Regions from separate parts of the Hordeum vulgare genome. Here region 2 is linked to region 1. A link is a contact called in public Hi-C data. All regions are on one chromosome and are shown on one strand. The core of a region is the stretch at or near the end of the contact, and the rest is flanking DNA. Distances in the headings are between cores, read along the strand shown. Region 1 has its middle 130 kb from the start of LOC123417185. Region 2 holds the start of LOC123417211 (pathogen-associated molecular patterns-induced protein A70-like).

Region 1 (4,364 bases), core at 677-3,176:
CTAACTAACCGCGGTGGATGCACTCGGATGTACGAGTTCAGGCCCCACTCTAAAGTGGTAACAACCCTACATCTCGAGCCCTGAGGCTAGTGTTTTCTTATGGGGTGTAAAAGATTACAAAGTGTTGAACCCTTGAGCTAGAGCTCGGGAGTGGCTTATATAGTTGTTGCCACAACCGGTCGAGCTTCATTACAAGGCAATTAATGCTACAATGGGGAAGTTACTAGAAACGACAACTTTAACCCTCTGTGTTACTGGTAACGTGAATCTTCATTGCACTTCATGTGATGGATTAAGTCCTTAGCCGTTGCAGCCTCTTCGGTGTCTTCTCCTCGCTGTAGTCCGAGTGCCAAGATGTATCCAACTGGCACGAGGTGATTCGAGTGACTACAGGCAGACCGAGTGACGGTTGCTGGACCGAATGAGGTCGAGGCTGCTCCGATGACTTTAAGGACACTGATGTCCGTAAGAGGTCCTAGGTAGGCATAGGGAAGCACGTCCGTAGGCCTACCCCTAACGTACAACCCCATCAGTCACTTTTGTAAGAAATTCTTTCCAACCATGCGACCTCATATGTCGCATTTTATTCTTTACCAAATTAACAAATGCCATTGCATTAACAATATCTTGATCTCTCTTTTGCAATGATTGAGACAATTCATTAGTGTGGCCAAGAATGACGAGCATCACATGAAGATTGAAAACAAAGTCATATGACTCCAAGGCAAAAGTCATTGCACGTATTCTTATCCACTCACCACTCCAAGGCAAAAGTCATTGCACGTGAAGAGCGACGGCGGCTTAGCGGGGCGAGCGGCGAGAGGAGGGGAGCAGCGCGAGGAGGAGACCAGTAGAGGTGAGAGGGGAGAGGAGCGGCAAGAGTCGCCGGAGCTGTGGCGGCTGGGGACTGCTGCTGGGGGGAAGGGGGCGCGGGAGGTAGAGACGAGACGAGGCAGAGACGAGAACCCTAGATGGGCAGTGTCGGCTGGGCCTTGGACAGTTTTTTGGGCTAAATTAGTACTACATGTTAAAAAAATCAAATTCTAGGTGGGCCACGGCCCACCGTGCCTATACGCTCCATCCGAGAGTGAGTGCTATTACCCTCATCCTTTTGGTTTGCAAAGCTGAAAGGATGAAAACAGTTGAAAGAGATCATCTCGGATCACTTCCTGATCCTACGTACGTACCGTACGTATGAGTGTGTGTGATTCCCTTGCAGAAGACTTTGTCAGGTCAGTAATGAAATCGCTGTGTGTGCCATTCCCTTGCAAAAGACTTCGTCAGGTCAGTAATGAAACTGTTGTGTGTGTTCAAAACGCGTGGCTTTGGTATGACTAATTTGAACGCATGTGTGTTTCTGGCTAAAATAAACTACTTTCAGTTGCCTACCTGTTCCGTCCAGTTTTTCCTATTTGGTTTCATGGTTGTTTTGCGCGGGGTGATGATTTGTACTGCCCTGGGGGGGAACCATCAAGTACCAACTGGATGGACAAGATCATGGGGGCAACAAAAATGTAATTTACGCGAGGAAAACAAGTGTATCAATACCGACCGTATCTGATAATAACTCTGAATCCATCGCCTACTGCCTCCGCCCGCGCATCGAGACTAGAGAAGCAGCTCACCGTCGAGCCGGTCTGATAGTTATTTAGCGCCTGTTCGGCGGCTCTCCGCAGAGCTTTTAGCAGCTCCTGATTTATGCCACTCCGCTGCAGCACGGAATTGCGGAGCGAGTCCGAACGCGCCCTACTTTCCTTCTCTTTTTACCTCAGAGGCCGTCCGCCAAAGACGGTACATGGAACTCCCGTGAACATCCACGGACCGAACATTATCACGGCGGGCATCACGGAAGTGCCGTTCTCCGTCCACCCGTCATACGGGACCATCCCCGTATTTCCTCTGTTCTTCTTGCGTGTGGGCGTCAGTATTTTTTTCTGTCATCCATGACTGCTCACGCACCGCGTCGCTGTACTACCATTATTGGTCTACCTCTCCATTCTTAGCACAGCAAACAGGCCCTTGTTTTATTTCGCACGCCCAAAGACACTCCACTAAGGACACACACACACACACACAAAAAGACCAACAGAGTAAAGGTAACTATTGTGTTGTTTAAGGTCATCTTTTGGTACCTACAGTTTAAGGTCATCTTTTGGTCTCCACAGCCTCTATTTTTCTCAGTAACAGGTTTGTCAACGCCGCGCTTTGCTCTTCTATCTTACATGTAGTTTCGTATATGAACAGAACAAGAGTTCACAGCAACTTCAGACATGGTTGACGGTGGGCAGATTCAAGCGCGAGACTCGACTTCTTCCGAATCATCGGATGGACAGAAGTTTGGGTCCTTGCTACTATGATCGGAAGCAGAGCTTCCACTCCACGAATCCCACGAAGCCTCAGCAGCGGCAGCACCTTTCAGCCCAAAATACATGAGAAAAGATAACTCTGATAACTGAAGCGTTAGGTATAGGAGTAACTCAAATACCTGCCGCAAGGGAAGTCCCAGCAGTCAAATTTCGACGGCCCTCTGCTTCACTCTGCAGTCTCCCCTTCAAGCGATGGCCATTGTAGAGAAACTTTTTTCCATGCTCTTGTTCCCAGGTGCACACTTTCTCTGTAAAATGAGGTACATCTGCTGGCTCTGCATAAAACAGTGCTAATTCAGCATTTATGCAAACTGGTTGTAGGCATGCACAAAGGAGTTACGGAGTACTTTCTAAAGTTTTTACAGACTTGCACGCCAGCACATGCTAAGGTGGTTATACTTAGAAACCTATCCCATACCACGACTGAGTTGAGCATCAACAGTGTCTACAGGCAAGCTTGCCTGATAAGGGTGTGTAGTTTCAGTCGGATCTACACCGTAGTGATGCTAATATTTTGTGTGTGTGTGTGTTTGAGCTGGAGACTTGGTTATAAGTAAGACAGTGCTTTGTTCGCACAACACAAACAGTGAATCTATGGAATCGCATGAAAAATATGAATCTTTGGGTTTATAAATCATGATTAATAGTACTACTAAACACGTCAATCCTCCACCCAGGTTTTCATATTCTAGCAATTTACCTTCATATTTTGGAGCCTTTCCATCATTATATATCATCTCAGCCTGTGTACAGACATATCTTGTTTTGTCTGCAACTGACTTCTTCAAGAGCAATTCCAGCCTCGCTACCTCAAACTCAACCTACACCGAAGTTCAAATGTTATATTCCATGCAGAATTCCAGTAAACCATATATGCTTAAAGCAGACAAGATTGAGGCTGCATGGATGATTCTTCTAGATAAATACAACCTGAAAACTCTACCATACACGACTCCGCTGTACAACATCAGACACAGGTGGGTGAAGCTATATTTTCAAAGGAGGTTTTTTGTGCAAAGATGACAAGTATTCAGCGTAACGAGAGTGCCAACGGTATGTTAGAAGCCATATGTGCCACATGATAAACAGCGATTGCTGATACCATACCTTGAGAAGTACTAATTTGCCATCACGGAATTTTGTAGACCAAAGAAAATAGGTTTTGTGAGGTGGTACTAACCTTCTGCAGTATTTCAGGCGATAACGCTTTTGCTTCAACCACCTCATCTAGTGTTGCAGTGCAATTTCGCATCATAAAGGAGTAAGGCTTCTGTTTTAGGATAGTAACTCCCAAACTGTCCCACAGATCAATCAATCTTCCTTGTAATTCTTGAAGCTACAATTCCAAAAGTACAATATGTATCAGTTCTCACAATTTCAGCAATAAGCATTTCTTAGTGTAGGTCACACCAATGAAATACAATTCCCAAAGTACAATAAATTGGTACAGCAATGGAGATGCGAAACAAGTAGTGAGATACAAATGTTACGGGTATGGCTGGAAAGTTTAATTGCCAGATTCAAAATTTCCTATTAACCACACTCCCAATTTACTGCCCGGCGAGAACATCCCACTAACTTCCAGGTATACGCCCATCCATGTCTTGAGATTACAATTACATCACTAAATATAGCCCCAAAAAGTACATCACACACTTCCAGCAATGAGAAGAGACATAAGACTATCCCAACTAAAGAAGCAAATGAACCAAAATGTTTGAAACTCTACTAAGTTGTCAAGTGCAAACGTACAAGTGTATGAGCCATTAACAGCGATTATCATTTTCTTTACCCTTCCCTCCTTCCACCTCCAAAAGGATGATGCTAAAACAATCGGAGAAAACTACCGGGCCAAACTCCACGCACTCCAAACACAGACAAAACACGCGACGTTGTGGGGGTGTGAGCCGGTGCAGATTTTCTGACTTCTGGGGAGACGAAAGGGAGAGAGTGACGGGGCAGTTGGTTACGGCTGTCTGAGTGGTGGAATAGTTTTCC
Region 2 (4,180 bases), core at 333-2,832, 150 kb after region 1:
GTCTTTCATGTCGATGCCGCTCACGGGACAGGCCTCGATGCTCTTAAGAGTTAATAGTGGAACAAAACTTGTTGAACTTTTGTTGTATCATCCTCCAACGCTTGTCGAGAGAGACCCACCCACGCTTGCTCTTCATTCGGTATGGTTTAACCTTCTTGTGCTCGTGGAACTCGTGATGCACTATTTGCCAAAATGTCGAAGCCTTTTGCTCGGAACCTATCTTGGGGTCTTGACCAATGTCTCTCCAACAGTCACAAAGAAGTTTATCCTCATTTTGTGTGTATGCTTTGGTCCGCTTGCTCTTCAGCTTGTTATTCTTGGCATTGGCTTGGGCGGGGAGCTCATCGAACAAAGGCTCTCTATCAATGTCCACTTCATCATCCTCTTCATTAAAGGCCATAGTCTTTCGAGAACTTGTGATCAAGCGGAAAAGAGTTGCCCAAGCCGAGTTGGTCCTCCATAAGGGGTCGGGAATGCCTTCACCAAACGAGTACACCATGCCATCTTGGCTTTGCATCTCATCGGGATCGTAAGGGATGCCACGGCCACCACCTTTGAAGATGAGGCCCTCCATGAGCACGCGGTTGGCCTCGTCTTTCGCAGTCGGCATTCCGTCGAACAGGTCGCGGGCGTTCTCCATGGCGTCGGCGGCGAGCTCACGAGGCCGTTTTCACGCACCCCCGGAGGACAATCCACCGCCCACAAGCACAACATTGAGGTCGATGCCCGCGGGTGCTGGAGTGCCAGGTGCGATCACGCTCATCTAGGGTGAACCGGAGCCTGTAGTGTAGGACAGGACAGGAGGTCTGCGGGTGGCGCCGCTGAAAGCCGTGCGTCGCCGGCGTGGAGGACATGCGCAGCGAGTCCGGAAGTTGGTGACGAAGGGGCTACGAGCCGGTGCTAGACGTGGCCGCAATGGCAGCAACAAGCCCGTGCTGCTTGGGTTTAACCCTAGCATCAGCAGGGTTTGCTTCGTAGCGTCGCGGACGAGCTGACTGTTCTTCATGATGTTGGCCTCTTCCTCCAAGGCGACGGTGAGGGATGACGCGGCCGCGACCTCGTTCCTGGCTTTTTGCAGATGCCGGCGGCTCTTCCTCCTCAACGATTGTCCGACGCGCTCCTCGGGCGTGAGGACCTTCTTCTTCTTGGCCGGCGCCGGACCTTTTCGCTTGCCGCGGCTCCCGGCGTCGAGGGTCGGCGCGTCGTCGTCCAGGGCGCGCGGGGAGAGGTGGGCGAGAAATTTTTGGTGGAAATGATGGCTCTGTGCCACCGACGAGAGGGTGAGGGGGAGGAGAAGGGCGGGCGTCGCGTGTACGTCTTTTGTACGCGTGGACGCAAATTCATTTCAATTTTAAACTTGGAGTAGACACAAAATGAATGAAAAGCGTAGATGCGTCTATTTAATCGACGTGTTGGTTTGTGTTTTCCGTTCGCGACGATCTGAACGAATACGGGTCGACGAAATGGGTCGCGTGGTTGGTTGGAGTTAGCTCTCATGAGTCGGGAGCCGGCCGGTGGGTGGAGGAAAACTTGGCTTGGCTGCATGCACACGACGGCAGCGAAATCTGCCGGCAATTGCGTGCGGAGCGTGAGTGAGATGCCGCGTCCGTGTGGCCCGCCCACAGATGCCATGCAGGCAGGGGGGCGGCCAGTCCGCCCGCGATCCCGGCGGGTCGGCACTCGGCACTTGGATTCCCACGTTTTCCACCCGCCAAGTCAGCGCCCCGATCCCCAGCCACCACCACCATACTACCATTTAATCGCTTGCCCACCACCACCGCTTCTAGTTGTAGGACTCCCCGCAACCCAACCCCATCATCCAGCGCCAATCCACCCCGGCCACCACCTCCCCCTCGATCCCCACATCCTGCTCTCCAACCGCGCGCCCTCCTCCCTCCCTCCCTGCCAGCCGGTGCACATGGACGGCGCGGCGGCCGCGGCGCTCGGCGCGTGGGAGGCCGTGCGGGGCTTCTTCACGCCGGCCACGCTCTTCCTCACCGTCAACCTCGTCATCGGCACCATCCTGCTCACCTCCCGCTCCCACCAGCGCCGCCGCCAGGGCGGCCACGACGCCGACGACGCGCGCCGCCACGACCACCACCAGCAAGAACAACAACGGTTCCAACACGTGGAGCCGCAGCAGCAGCAGCATCAGGAGGATCTGTACTACCGCGACCAGCAGCAACAGCAGCAGCAGTACGTGCCCCCGCCGCCGGCGCCGCTCGCGCGCACCTCGTCGGTGCTCGACCGCCTCCGCTCCATCGGCCTATACCGCTTCCGCTCGGGCGACTTCCCGCCCGAGTACGGTGCTGGGGCCGACTCGCGGGACGTGACGGTCTCTCCTGAACCGGCGCCGACGGTCGGAGATGCTCACCACGCCAGGAGCCGGTCGGAGCCCCCGGCGCGGGAGGAGGCGAGGCGGGCGCCGCCGTCCAGGATGAAGAGGTCGAGCTCCGAGGCGAGGAGGGCCGAGGTGACCCCGGCGCCGGCGGCTCGGGTGGTCCAGGCAGCCGTGCTGGAGGAGGACGACGACGACCTCGTGGAGCACGCGAGGGCGGACAACGAGTTCATCGACAGCAACAGCTTCGCGACACCGCCGCCGCAGCAGGCAGAGGAGGAGGAGCAGCACTACCGCGAGGAGTACGTGCCTCCATACAGGCCGGCGCCGCTCGCGCGCGCGCCGTCCGTCCTGGAGCGCCTCCGCTCCTTCAGCCTCTACCGCTTCCGCTCCGGCGACCTGGCCCCCGAGCTGGCCGCCTCGCAAGACCACGCCGTGTCCGCCGTCGCGGCGGCAGACGAGAAGAAGACGCAGACGACGCAGTACGGCAGGAGCCGGTCGGAGCCGGCGCGGGAGCAGAGCAAGAAGGGCAAGAAGCCGGCGGCGAAGATGGGCAAGTCGAGCACGGAGGCGAGGATGCTGCCGCCGCCGCCGCCGCCGCCGATGGAGGAGGCCGTGGAGGAGGGCGGCGTGGACGCGCGGGCGGACGACTTCATCAACAGCTTCCGGAAGCAGCTGCAGCTGCAGCGGCTCAACTCGCTGCTCAACTACAAGGAGATGCTCAACCGCGGCGCCTAGTAGCAGAGCAGCCCGCCGGAGAAGACAAGAAAGATTGCACCGTGCTGCCGATGCTTAGCGATTGATTAGCGGATTATTAACTACATACATTTCCCTGCCTGTGATTAGAGTGTGTGCTAGTAATACTGTGGCGCTGATTAAACGGTTAATTGCTCGAGCATTTTTTTTGTTCGATCTCGCTGTCTACTATCTGTCTCGGTTGTGTTCCAAATGGCATCATGCAACATGTAGCTGAGTAGGCGTTGATGAAGATGAACAGTGAGTGGTGATGCTGCCGAACGTGCGTTGCTGGTGCGGGGTGGTTTGTGCGTCCCGATCTCTCTCGCCTTCGCTCGCTTGATCTTTTGCTGTCAGCTTCCATGGCCACGGAAGAAAGATTAAGTTGTGGGAGCGAGTTTAGGATTTGAGTTGTCAGGCGGGATGGCCCGTGCAAGCGACGCTTCCATGTCGCTGTACGTGCGTCGCCTGTGGTTGGCCGTACGCAGCATTTCACCCCACACGAACGCGACGCGATGGTTCCCTCTCGGACCCATCCGTCTACTGGTCGGTCAATCGTAGAAAGCAGTAACGGATTCGAATTCACCACGGTCCATATCTCTTCTCCACTTTATCGAAAATCCTCACATTTTCTCTGTGTGCTTAGCAGCAAAGTTTATTGCTACTCCGATCATGAATCCGTCGTCGTCGTCGTCGTCGTCGTCTTTAATCGCTGGCCGCACATGTCCAGGTCGCGCGCCCTCCAGCGGTGTAAACTGCCAAGCCGCGACGTGACAAAGTTGGTTCCTCTCCTGCTGACATGGGCGAGTGCAGAGCATATCCCAACATTCGTGCGGGCTGCAGTCGATGGGTCCAGGGCGTGGACACGGCGTCGGTCGCCGGCCCGCCGTCGCTCTCCGGCAAGCGAGCGCAGGTCAAGTCTGCGTCCGTCTCGAATCGAAACGCCCGCGTCTGCATCTCGGCCAAGCGTGGCCGAGACGGCCGCTGGCGTGGTCAGGTATGTGTCCGTCTTGAATCGGAACGCCGGCATCTCCATCTCGGCGAGGAGTGACCCGTCTCGAATCGAAATGCTTGCTCTGCCGTGCGTGTTTCGCTGGTAATGTCTTA

The links. Hi-C and Micro-C count contacts between places; a contact is called where the count stands out from the background.
Region 2: a Hi-C map of leaf shows a contact between it and region 1, with 5 times the contacts expected there. The contact joins the promoter of LOC123417211 here to the enhancer-like site in region 1. A contact is called at or near these places in 3 of 6 Hi-C or Micro-C datasets (leaf and seedling) and 1 of 1 datasets of contacts at active chromatin or transcription factors (embryo).

Annotation. Positions count from the first base shown.
Region 1 is chr1H:486,084,080-486,088,443 of MorexV3_pseudomolecules_assembly, forward strand. No RefSeq gene overlaps it. Among protein-coding and RNA genes, the nearest start is that of LOC123417185, 130 kb to the left of the region's middle. Within about 2 kb of position 1,927, at least 1 of the 3 cell types and tissues checked has open chromatin away from gene starts, as enhancers often do. A contact at or near this core is called in leaf, where this site is marked.
Region 2 is chr1H:486,235,407-486,239,586 of MorexV3_pseudomolecules_assembly, forward strand. LOC123417211 (pathogen-associated molecular patterns-induced protein A70-like) reads left to right here and starts at 1,583. Exons shown (of 1, transcript XM_045106888.1): 1 at 1,583-3,326. The coding sequence starts at 1,598. The coding sequence ends at 3,076.